Regions from separate parts of the Mus musculus genome. Here all the other regions are linked to region 3. A link is a contact called in public ChIA-PET and HiChIP or PLAC-seq data. All regions are on one chromosome and are shown on one strand. The core of a region is the stretch at or near the end of the contact, and the rest is flanking DNA. Distances in the headings are between cores, read along the strand shown.

Region 1 (4,000 bases), core at 599-3,098, 390 kb after region 3:
AAGGAGGAAAAGGGAAATCTACTGTCTTACAAGAGACCTGAGTAATGAAAGACAGAAGAATCAAATAAAATGTCCAGTCACTGCTCTCTAGATGGTAATGCGTACCACCTAGGGGGGAAGAACAAGAAAGCTAATAAAAAAATCTGCCTTAACTTCACTAGAGAAGCAGCAATGCAAATAAACAAATAAACAAATAAATAAATAAAAACACACAAGTTCCATATTCTAAACCTTAAACACAAAGGGCTTCATACCATACTAAAAATGCAAGCACAGGTCCCAGGCTATGTGTGGGCTTATAGGCGCCTCTCGAGTAAGGAAGAGGAGAGCCATGCTAAGAACATACACTGCTCATCACTCCATCAGACCTGGTGTCCATGCGACACACAGAAGGCTGACTTCTTTAGGTTTCTGTTTGTGTCCACGCTGCCATTAGCATTACAAAAGTGAAGGGGTCACTGGGCTAACCATATGTTACCATATCACCCCCATTATTCAGACCAATGGTGTGGAACAAAACAAAGGGAGGTTGTCAACCCTAAGCCCAGGCTGTCCTTCCCTGTCTTTTAAAATGCTACGGAGAGCAGGAACATTTCTCAAAGACTTAATAAGCAATAACGCCTATAAGCTCTTGTCAGGTAATCTTTCTTTCGCTGTCTCACACCATCAGTCTGAAGGCAGAGGGGAGGAAAGGGGAAAGCCCCTCCCTTCCCCCCATATGCCTGCCACAAGGCAGCCAAGCCTGGGATGACACTTGCCTGTTTCCAACAGGGAAAGTGGTCGGTCCACCCACACAGGAGCAACAGCAGGAGGCAGAAACGAAAGGACTGGTGTGAAAAGAGATGCAGAACCGGTCTATGATTTTGAAATTTAGACTGTGTGGCAGCCTAGTGTCTCATAAGAAAACAATTACTTTCATTTCTGCCTCCTACTGCCGCCCCGACCTTTCTTGGTTGGCAAGTCAGTAGGAGGCAAAAAAAAAAAAAAAAAAAAGAAAAAAAAAGGGGATTTTTTTTTTCTTTGAAGCACAGGACCAGCCAAAACTGTGAACTTCAGAATCACAACATGAACTCCCTAATTTTTAGAGGTGTTCTTTTATTGTCTTTGCTAGGAACGGTGTAATAATGGTGTCTCAGTGTCTCATCATCGGATGAGATGGCATTAAACTAGGTAGAGCTAATACCATTTGCTTATAACAATCTTGATCGTGTAACTTAAGACCGTTACAAAGTTACAGATAGACTTGATAGAGCCAATCCTGAAAGCAAAAGTATTCTTGCTCTAAATGGTTTTTCTCAACACTGAAAACTCAAGTACAGAGAACATAGCAACACAACGTATATTAAATATATATATTTGAGAATGATTAAACATGGTCCTTTTAAGGGCATCCTGATTGGCTTCAACTCTGTATCTACCTGAGCCTTACTACAAGTAAAAAAAAAATAAGAGCTCAGCAGTGTCCAAAGTAAATGTATCCTTTCTCACAAGATTTAGCTTAATAAGAAGAGCTAAGGAAAATGCCCACATGAGCAAACGAAACAAAGATAACAAAGATTCAGGAAACACCAGAACAAACATCAAGATCCTCCATCAAGTTTCCGTGGGAAGACCGGGAGTTGGGACAGGCCCTACGGCAGTGCTGGCGCTTTAGATGGTCCCGGAAGGATGGACCAGATTTTAAAAACTAAAGAGCGAGCAGGAAGGCGTGTAGAACATGGGTGAGTTCAGGGAATCAGCAAAGACAGTTTTCTGTAGGCTGCATTTCTGAGCTGTGCTGCTGGGAGAAGCCAACAGATGCACTGAAACGAATGAAACCACAGACTAAGCAAGTGTGGAGACCAATATGGGCGTCACACATGCCCGCTTTGGGAGTCAGTGCGCACTGCACGCGGAAGTCTGTGGGGACGTTGCCACACACCCACTCCACTACAGATTTCACTTGTAAGTCCTGTCGGGTCCTCAACACTGAGAACCTTTGAGCAAAACCGAGGCAAGGCCAGTGGAGCGTAAGTGAGGGCTGCTGTAGAAGACCTCTCAATACCAGGCTGAGAAGCAGCCTGTATGAACGACAGTAGGGACAATGAGGTGCCACCTGGGAAAGTGAAGCTTACACTGTAAGCATCCATTGCATATGGGGCTCTGCGGGGCACCTTAACAACAAATGCTGGGAAACTCCAAGTTGAATTTCAATAGTATGTATACACTGTTTTACAAAAACAATTTACATTACAAGATATAAGGAATAACATAATAAAAAAAATTCAGACAGAGAGAGAGAGAGAGAGAGAGAGAGAATATGATGGAAGTCAAGAGCTGCCAGCCAAAGCAGAAGTGGGTACAAAATGCAGAGACACTCCTAAACCTCGCCTCCCCTCCCCTCCTCGCCTCCCCCAGACTATCAGTAACCCTCAAAGCCAAGAAGTCAAGAGATGAACTCATAAGCTAGAGCTACCCTCCTGTCCTGCTGAAGACGAGGACCGAGCCTCAGGAAGCACGTAGAAGCCAGTAATTCTGACTACAACTTGGAAATTCAAAATGACCACTTGGCCGCTCCTTGACTGCGGCTTACTTGATTGGTTTACTCCCACATATTTAACAGAGAGACACACTTATCCCTGCTTAATTAAATTACCTGTGGCTGGAACTGAGTAACGGGCGGCCCTTGCATTCCTTGTGATTGTTCATCCATTCTGACTCAACTGGGACTTCAGGATTCTGCAAAAAAACGGAAAGCTGAAATTTAAAGAACGCAATCATTACCAATTCACACCACTTCCACGGGCCCGACACATGCACGGAGATATGATAGATTCCTGTGATGCTTCCGAACAACTCACTAAGACACCCTCCGCTTCTATTGCTGACACCTGCTACACCCAAGCTCTGTTTAGTTCACATAATCAGACACTAGCACACCATTTCCACTTCTCCGGGCAAACAGATCAAGGACATCCCATGCTTGAGGGAAGACTAATAGCACACAAAGATCCCCAGACTAGGGCTAAGCGCCCCAGCAACCCTAAATTGTATCTATTCTTTACATTCTAAAAATACCAGCACATCTAATACTTTACTAAAATAATACTAAACTTTCCTTTAGAATACCTTTTAAACAGTAGCAACAATATTCTGGATATAGGTCATTTGCACTGCAAATTTGATCTTCAGCCACACGAGTTGTCGAAAACCTTCTCAATGGTAAACAGAAACTCATCATTATAATGCAGTCAGTCTAGATCATCTACTTCTCTCTGATGAATGTCTTATAAGCTACTTACGAATCAGTTCCCTTATATAAGTTCCCCCATTTTATTTATTCTTTAGTCTTCCATATTTAGACTGCTGTCTGGAATTATATTTATATAATAAAGGAAATCGGTTGTCTTTATGGATACCCAATTGCACTCTTTGAAAACAGTGCCCTTCACCATACCACAATGCTGCTCTCTCATCTTTATCCTGAGTCAAGTCACTCTGCACAGAGACACAGTCAGCACTCTGTATTCACAGAGCTACGTTGGTTCAGAATACATATAGACATTCCTTGGCATTATCCCTTCAACAATATAGCAACACATTACAGAACCTTCAATACTATATTAGATGAGGATGCTCACAGAGTTTATGGGAAGATATGTGTAGGCTATATGAAGCTATATAGTGATTTGAAATATATAAGCCCTAATTTATATAAGGTTTACCAGAGTACCATCAGATTTTAGTATCCATGGTAAATCAGAAAATCCTGAAACCAATTACCCGCCAGTACAGAGGGGACTGTATCTGTTTTAGCTTCTCTTTCCTTTCTAGTAAGACACCCATTTGTCTATGCTTAAACCTCCTGTTGATGGCATCTAAACTACAGAGGACTACATACCTAGCTACTGCCATACATAATACAAAAACTAAGTACTAAGTAGCAATGCTGTATAATAAAATAACTGGGCGAAGGAGGGAGAAAGAGTGTCTCTCTACACAGCCTTGGCTCTTCTGGAAC
Region 2 (4,097 bases), core at 859-3,358, 340 kb after region 3:
TTAAAAAACATTTCTTCTAGGAATTTTTATTGTTTCTGATCCAAAATAATTTTTCTTCCCATTGCTAATACAGTGTTGGTAGTTACATCAATTCTATTTTAGGTGCAAAGGGACATCAAAATAATGTTAACTCAAAAATGAATCAACTGTGGGTATTTCTTCCATTCTGTAAATAGAGAAATTTTGTTTCTCTTCATTCACTATGAGTCATCATCCTTAGGTTTTCTCTCTTAATAGTTATCACAGTTACACGCCCATTGAATAAATAAACATGTATGAATTATTACCTCTGGCATTTAAAAAATATCCAGTGAAGACTTCTTCCAAAATACAGTTTTCCATTAGCTCACAGTCATTACAAATAAGACAAAAGGAGTTCTCCATGGCAACAGTAAAAGCCAGGCTTATCAGTATTATTCAAAAAACCAGCACAAACAACAAAAACCTCAGGGCCTGCTTCAGTTTAAATAAGCAATCGTGTAAAAGGTAAGAGGGAACTGTGAGCACCTGTCAGGAGCAGCTGACTCCTAGGCAAGCAGCGCCGTAGAGCTGGTGTGACCTGTTTTAAACCGTGACCAACACAATCACACACGTAACGGACTGAAGCGGTGAAATCATGCCTCTTACCTAAAGAATGTGCAGCTGTGGTTTTGGAGCTGAAAAACCGACCAAGCCCAAGGTCTCCGAGTTTTACTACCCCAGTGGCTGTAATGAACACATTAGCTGGTTTTATATCTGTGGATAAATGAAGAGATCAGGTGAGAGATGCTATAAGTTTGGGAATCTGAAAGGAATACGAAATTTCCTCCTGTGGAAGGATTCAAAATGTCTATTAAATATGAAGGTCTGAACCGAAAGTCACTCACTATATTTTGAATTATTCTCATATATTTCAAACTTCTTAGTCCAATTAATATCACAAGGAATACGGGTGAAAATTTAAGGCACAAAATAAACATGTGTCCCCCTTTGTTTAATGGTGTTAAATAACATGCTGCTGAAAAAGGAATTGGTACATTTACACAAGTTATAAAATCATACCTTAGCAATATTATGTACATTGTATTCATTTCATGGCTTCAGAAATCACAATTCCCTAAATAATTTGCTTCAGATCTGACAGCCCCAAATAAGTGGATCAGTCACTTAGTGACTTGAGTGCATTATGTCTGCCCAACAACTGGACTGACCATGAAGCATCCCTGAAGGCCTGAGGCTGGGATGCCACAGTCTGCTTGTCTGGAGGAGACACGACAAACCCTCTTCCTAATGCACATGCACTGTCCCCCACAGCTTCCCTTTCTCACCCAGAGAACCAGCAAGGTATTGAGAGAAGTCGGGCAAAGCATAATTCGCATTATTTATCATAAAGCAGGGCTTCACTTTAACGCTTACAGTCCTGACAAATTATAATTTAGACATAAATTATGAAAAACAGGTAATGCCGTGGACTGAATGGAAGCTATCTTAAAGTGCTTGGTGGCGAATGTCACTTAAGATGCTGCTGCAGACTTCCCGTGCTTCTCTTACCTCTGTGCATGACTCTTCGAGAATGCATGTGGTCCAGTGCACTGCAGAGCTGAACGAAGTATTTCCAAACGGTTCTCTCAGGGATTAGCCTCTTTTGTTTCTTAAAGTGCTGTTTAAAATATTTTTTTAAAAAAAAATTAGTGATTCTGAGAAATCAGATTTCTTAAAGTTGAATTCCAGCATTGCGAATCAGTAAGTCAGAAAAAAATCAACTTTTATCCCCTCGTTATTATTTTTTAAAGTATAATTTTCCATACTAAGACGACTCCAGAAATTTCACTTGACAGAATGACTTACATTTCCTCCTATTTGTTCTTAAGCTATGGAACACTACTACTCTGTAATGTCCAACTACTTTTAAAAAAATACATCTATCTAAAATGACTTATCTCACATCTCATTTCAAGAAGGACTACGGTTTTAGGAAATGAAGAAATATTAAAGTAGACTCGCTAAAAGACCACTCTTACTGAGTATGTTGCATTAGCTGATTAAAGTGTGTGTCTAGCATGCCTGGGTTCCATCTACAGCACCACAAGAACAAGCATGGTGTTGCATGCCTGCAAGCTTAGCACTTGTGAGACAGAGGAAGTGGGTGAGTCAAAAGTGCAAGCCCAGCACTTGGGAGGCAGGTGCCAGAGAGCAGAAGGGCAAGCTTATCTTCAGCGAGGTAAGGAGTATGTAGCCAGCCTAGCACATAGGACTTAGTCTTAAAAACCACCACCACCAACAACAACAAAAATAGAAATAACAAACAAACAAAAGACAGTCCTGCTTCAGGCAAATGTCTCCACTCTAGAATTCTAGTTAAAGGTTGAGCTGCATGGGTGACTAGAAACACCATAATTTACTAAAACTTAAGTCATGGTATAAAAGTTTTCATGAGTGTATTCACTGCACATAACAAAGCAAAGCTGTCTTTTGAATGGATGAAACTACGTTCTGGAGAGTGAGATGGTCACAGGAAAGCTGAAGCAAAGCACTGAGAGTATCAACAGGCTGTCGGAGGGAGGGGTCCAGAGACTGAAAGGGAAACTGCTAAACACAACCAGAAGCCCACAGCTACAGAGCAGCGTCGTCCAGTTTCCTGTCTTAAGTTTAACAGGAAACTATGAAAGCAGCATAGCAAGATCCAAGCTCTCAGCCCCACTGGATACTCTGTATATAAAAATCATTTTTAAAAACAACAGTGCAGTGGGTTTCTTACTGAATAGTACTTATAAATTACCAACATGAAGAAACGGTACCTTTAAACAGCTTTTTTTTTTCCTACAAAGCTTTAAAAAAAAATCTTAACTTTATGAAGCATATGTCCTAACATCAACTTTTAAATCTGTTTTTTTACTGTATTTGAAAACCACATTTGGAAAAGTTCAACCAATTAATTTTTTGGTATTGAATGCAAAAAAAAAAAAAAAACCCTATATTTGAGAAAGTGAAAAGCCAGCCCTTCTGAGTCGCACCTGTGGCCAGCTGAGGGCTGGCTAAAATGGCAAAGCTACAGGGAAACTACTGGAGTCCTTTTCCATCAGCAACAACCAACACCCCCCTGCCACTGTGCCCACTTGCTAGAGGAAGAAAAAATGTCTGTTTAAAAAAAGGTAAGAATACTAGGCTAATTTTTCCTACATAGCACATGGCTGAAAAATCAATTACTTTTTGCAATTTCATTAGCAAGTAAGTCAGTAACCTATTCTAAATGACCAGGTAATAATGAAAGTAGACCACTGTCCTTCTAACTATGGAGAAATGCCCATATTGGGTTTCAATAGGAAGGTTTTCTTTTATGGCAGACTGTGTCAACATCAGTTTTCACTGGAAGGAGACAATACTGAAAATTCAGCTCTTTACACATAATTTTCCTTGAGACTTGGAACGCATCCAATAATGCCCGTGCATGCACCCCCCTATGCCACATTAACACATCAGAGGGATGACTGATGCCAACAGCAAGACGGGTACCGGGTCTCTTCATTCAAAGATGCACTGCATCAAGTAGACATTAGAACATGGAAGAAAAATTTAATGCTTTAACAGAGTCTAAACTCATCATAACCATAATCAACTTGGCAGTTGATTATTTTAAATAACTTAAAAACGAAGACTGTAATATAATTACCTCATTTCCCTGTTCCAAACCTTCCCACGTACCCCACCCTCCCACCCCACCCCTGCCCCTTGAATTCTTTCAAATCCATGGCCTCTTTTTCTTAATTATTGTAAGTGTTGGTGTGTTTCTGTTTCTTTTCAAGTCTCATTATTAAAAGACAAAATATAAAAGGGACACAGGAAAAACCCTGGACACAAAATGCACATTAGGGTGAAGAAGACCTGGCAGTATAAATTCTTCTCAGATACTGTTTCCTATAACAAATTAAAAGGGAGGAAAGCAACCTGGCATGAGTGTCATGCTGACCTGACAAACCTTAGGAATCTCACTGAAGAACAACATGAACTTGACTACCAGGCAATAAAGTCTGATTATTCGACTGGTGGTCCTCAGTTTCTAAACTGTCTACTTAAACGCTTGGGCTTGTCAAAGAGTCTTTAAAAGGAGGGCTTCGGCT
Region 3 (3,802 bases), core at 1,017-3,516:
GCCATAGAATTACTTACAACTTTTAAACAAGCCTTCAGAGTCCAACTGACCTGGCAAAGAGGCACAAAGCAGTAAGATCGTGGACATTTTATAATTTGGGAACACAGCATCACAGTTGCCCTGGAAGACCTTAAATTTGACGTTGGTCTCATTTGGATTTCATAAGCTAAATAAAATGCTGGAGTGCTGTGTACTCTCCATGGATGCTTCATTAGTGTTTTACTGTACTAATTTATTTTTCTAAAGCATATAATAAAATGTTGCTCCCTGAAAGTGCATTTCCTGTAGATACCACATTAATTTATCACATGAAAAGAAAATGTAGGATCTGAGTCATTTTTTGCTTAATAAAGTACATAATTTAAAGCCTTAATATGTTCTCAACACTAAATAAAAATGTGTCTTGAAATGCTAAACACCATTTTCAAATACAAATGATCATGTGTGTGTGTGTGTGTGTTTCTAACAGTAAGTTTCTAACACACTCTAAGGAAAACTGTCAGAGTCCTATAGAAAAATATTTATCCTCAGTATTATATTAAGCTTGGTCTTTATAAAAACCGTTCTATCTGTTAGCAATTTATCAACTATCCTTTATCTATATATTGGTTAATAATCTATATTTTAGAATAAAGTATTTAGGAAAGTTGATTTAAAGGTTTCTAGGACCCTTTATGTACATTTTTATGGTGAATTCAAAGATGTTTCTTGTGCAAAAAATATCAATATCCTAATTTATAATTTGGGGGTGACTTGCTCTACAATCTGAAGGTACCTTAATGTTCTTTCTCACCCATTTAAAGAAAATCGGAAAATTGCCCCGAGTGGGGACTTACAGTGGAAATATGCCAATATATGATAAAATGTACAATCTTCAATTCTTCTCTATAATTCTCTTTACATTATAACAAAAATCATAGAGAGCTCACGACCTGGGAAGTAGTTGGTGCATTGTGACAAGATTCTGTGGTGCCCTGCATTGTTTAAAATCATCTTATGCCAGATAAACCTCATCCAAGCAAATTCGCAACTTACCTAACTGGATTTTCTTTTGAAAAAAAAATCCATCTTTCCAATTAAAAAGCAAAACAAACTTATTGTGATAACATCAACAAACAAGTATCTGAGGCTGCATTTCTTTTCCAGGCCCTCAGACAACACAGAGCAGACGTTAGCCGGCTTAGTACCAGGGATTTCTTTGGAAACGAGAGGAGTGAACATCAGGAAAAAAATAAAATTGAATTCTGATACAATTAACTATTTTCCCCATTTAAAAGTATCTTAGATTAAACACTACAAGGAGAAATGCCATCTAGCTGTAACTTGATAATCAACTCATGTCTCAAAGAGAAACTACTCCAGAAATAATTATTGACCAGACCAGATATGTAAGAAGGACTGAACCTTCAGTAAGCAGTGCCTGCCTGGTCACCCTGTCCTGAAGGACACAGCATTTGTAGGAATTTTATGAACTGTAACACACGTCTACCTTTTCAAGGCTGTACTCTGTACCCATCACCCAGGAAGGGCGGTGGCTCTACCAGAATTTCCACAGCAGAATTCATAGGAAGCATTATCTCAGAACTAAAATGATTAATTCAAAACACATTCGATGGTAAGACAACACGGAGAGTTTTTAAAGCACCTAATGTGCTCTTCAGCCTTTCTGTAGCTGAGCATTCAAAACCCTATTTTAATAATCATTAACATTTGAGGAAACAACCCTTTGTCTGAAGAGACTGGCTTACACACAAGCAAAGCTGTCTCGTGATTTTAAACCTTTCATATTTTGATCAAAAGCATTAAAAGCTGACTTAATTAACAATTCCTCTAACCATAGCAGATGCAGGTTGGATCAATTGCTTTAGCTACATTCCTGAACAGTTTCCAAATAAAGAGAGACAAAGAGAGTCAACTTTCCTATTAAAGTGTGATCTTTCCCCGAAACATTTATGTATTTTGAACAGAAGCAGTGTATGCTGCCCTCCACTAGGCCTTGTTTCTCTGAACAACGGCAAACTTGAACATGGAGTAACGAATCTTCTTACTTTCAATATCCATCACACGCAACTTTTAAAAATAGCCATTTCAACCTAGCCTTTGCCACAAAATCAACAAAATACAAGGAAGTAAAAATGAATATGGGTGTGCTTACCTGTGACAAAGACTTCTGTGTCCAGAAGGGCAAATCCAAAGGCCAGAAGTTTGAGCCACAAACCCATGGTCATATCTGGAGATCAGCTGTGCCCCTAAGAAATAGGGTCTCCCTGAAAGGCAAAATAATGGTTATCTCTCTTGAAGTTTGTCTCTGTAAAGCTAAGTCAAAACTAAAAGAAAAGAACGCATACTTTGCACTCTGTCTTATCAGATGGGGAGCAAGTTTCCTACTCTCTTACCCTAAGAACAAACCACTTGCTAGCTACATGCACTGCTAAATGGTGATGTCAGATTCGGTTTTACTAACTTCTCCAAAAATACTGTAAAGGGTCCTCTTTGCAGGAAGTTAAAAAAAAAAAAAAAAAGGTCGTTCAAAGTCAGTGCAATGGCTTCTTACTTCCTTAATTCAAGTAATTATGCTGTTAGCGGTTCGTCTCAATTTTCCTCTAAAGGAAAACAGTTTTAAACTATATAAATATTGCTCCTTTTTAATATCTTTTTAAGGAAGCTTTATTCAAAAACAATACATCCCTCCCAAGTCATCAATAATTTTCTTACCCAAGATATGACAAGCTTCCACATGAGTATAACAACATAGGGGTTGGCAAGATAACACAGTGACTAAGCTGGTACGAGGCTCTGAAGTTCGTTGAAGACGACCAAGTGACCCAAACCAACTGTCTTTCTGCTTATGTCTGCCAACTCCTGTTATTTACCATAAGGAGCTCAGACTCAAATGGTATGCCTATTTCCTCGGTGATGTGGCTTTCCTATGCAAAACTACCTTCACTGGCTTTAAAGAGCCTCCCAATTTGTTTTTCAGGGCTGCTGGTGGTGGTTTCATTGAGTTTTATGCAGGTATCTCCTTGAGTGGTGGAGTGAGACTCTCCTCTGTGCATCAGTGAATTCTGCTTCAAGACAGGAGTGCCCCTACATTTGGGGTTGCTCTGTGCTATTTACCAATGAAAGAAGAGCAATGAAAACCAAGCCTTGTCTTTTACAAAGTTAACTTGTTTCTTTTGATCATAGTATTTCCCCACCCCACCACACACATCCCTGATCAATTTCACATGTATATTGAATTTGCATTATTTCCCCCCACTCTCTCTTTTCCCCAGAACCCTCCTATGTCCAAATACACAGATTCATCCCTAATTCATACCATTTATTCTTTAACTTTTATTGCTACACACACACCTACAAATAAACGCATCCCTACACACACATACACTCATACACACACACCCCTACACATGTATACACACACTCACACACACACACACACACACACACACACCTGAAGGTATAACCTACTGAGTTTGTTTAGTGGTGTATGTGTGTGTGTGTGTGTGTGTGTAGATGTGTAGATGTGTAGGTGTGTGTGTATGTGTCTGTGTTTGTCTGTGTGTACATAGGGTTGACTACCTGGTATCACATAACTAGTTAGGGAGCTCACCATGCGAAAGTCTAATTCTTATATTCAGCAGTCCTTAACTACCTTTCATGCTTCATCTTGAGTGGGGGCCTCTGAGATTTCCCTCATGAACTTTAGCATATCAACTGATCTTGTCACCATTAAGGTCTTGCTAAGGTAGTAAGCCATTTATTGAGGTTTCATGATGATACCCTTCCCGTATACCTAAAA

Evidence for each region. ChIA-PET counts read pairs in DNA pulled down with a chosen protein or histone mark. HiChIP or PLAC-seq counts read pairs in DNA pulled down with a chosen protein or histone mark.
Region 1: an H3K27ac HiChIP or PLAC-seq map of thymic regulatory T cells shows a contact between it and region 3, with 4 times the contacts expected there. The contact joins the enhancer-like site here to the promoter of Ptprc in region 3. A contact is called at or near these places in 1 of 39 promoter capture datasets (pre-B cells), 1 of 484 Hi-C or Micro-C datasets (group 2 innate lymphoid cells), 8 of 115 datasets of contacts at active chromatin or transcription factors (the SCID.adh cell line, effector CD8 T cells, memory CD8 T cells and 5 more) and 1 of 9 other capture datasets (macrophages).
Region 2: a contact with region 3 is called in an RNA polymerase II ChIA-PET map of memory CD8 T cells, with 743 read pairs. The contact joins the enhancer-like site here to the promoter of Ptprc in region 3. A contact is called at or near these places in 1 of 39 promoter capture datasets (pre-B cells), 1 of 484 Hi-C or Micro-C datasets (CD4 T cells), 5 of 115 datasets of contacts at active chromatin or transcription factors (bone marrow-derived macrophages, effector CD8 T cells, memory CD8 T cells and 2 more) and 2 of 9 other capture datasets (liver and macrophages).

The regions. Positions count from the first base shown.
Region 1 is chr1:138,559,068-138,563,067 of GRCm38.p6, forward strand. It overlaps Nek7 (NIMA (never in mitosis gene a)-related expressed kinase 7), which reads right to left. Exons shown (of 10, transcript NM_021605.4): 2 at 2,636-2,718. The coding sequence starts at 2,692. Among named protein-coding and RNA genes, the nearest start is that of Nek7, 59 kb to the right of the region's middle. Within about 2 kb of position 1,849, at least 60 of the 459 cell types and tissues checked have an H3K27ac peak or open chromatin away from gene starts, as enhancers often do. A contact at or near this core is called in the SCID.adh cell line, effector CD8 T cells, group 2 innate lymphoid cells and 5 more, where this site is marked.
Region 2 is chr1:138,514,998-138,519,094 of GRCm38.p6, forward strand. Nek7 (NIMA (never in mitosis gene a)-related expressed kinase 7) reads right to left here. Exons shown (of 10, transcript NM_021605.4): 6 at 1,531-1,639; 7 at 628-735. Among named protein-coding and RNA genes, the nearest start is that of Nek7, 100 kb to the right of the region's middle. Within about 2 kb of position 2,109, at least 101 of the 459 cell types and tissues checked have an H3K27ac peak or open chromatin away from gene starts, as enhancers often do. A contact at or near this core is called in bone marrow-derived macrophages, effector CD8 T cells, liver and 4 more, where this site is marked.
Region 3 is chr1:138,172,860-138,176,661 of GRCm38.p6, forward strand. It overlaps Ptprc (protein tyrosine phosphatase, receptor type, C), which reads right to left and starts at 2,267. Exons shown (of 32, transcript NM_001111316.2): 1 at 2,156-2,267. The coding sequence starts at 2,228.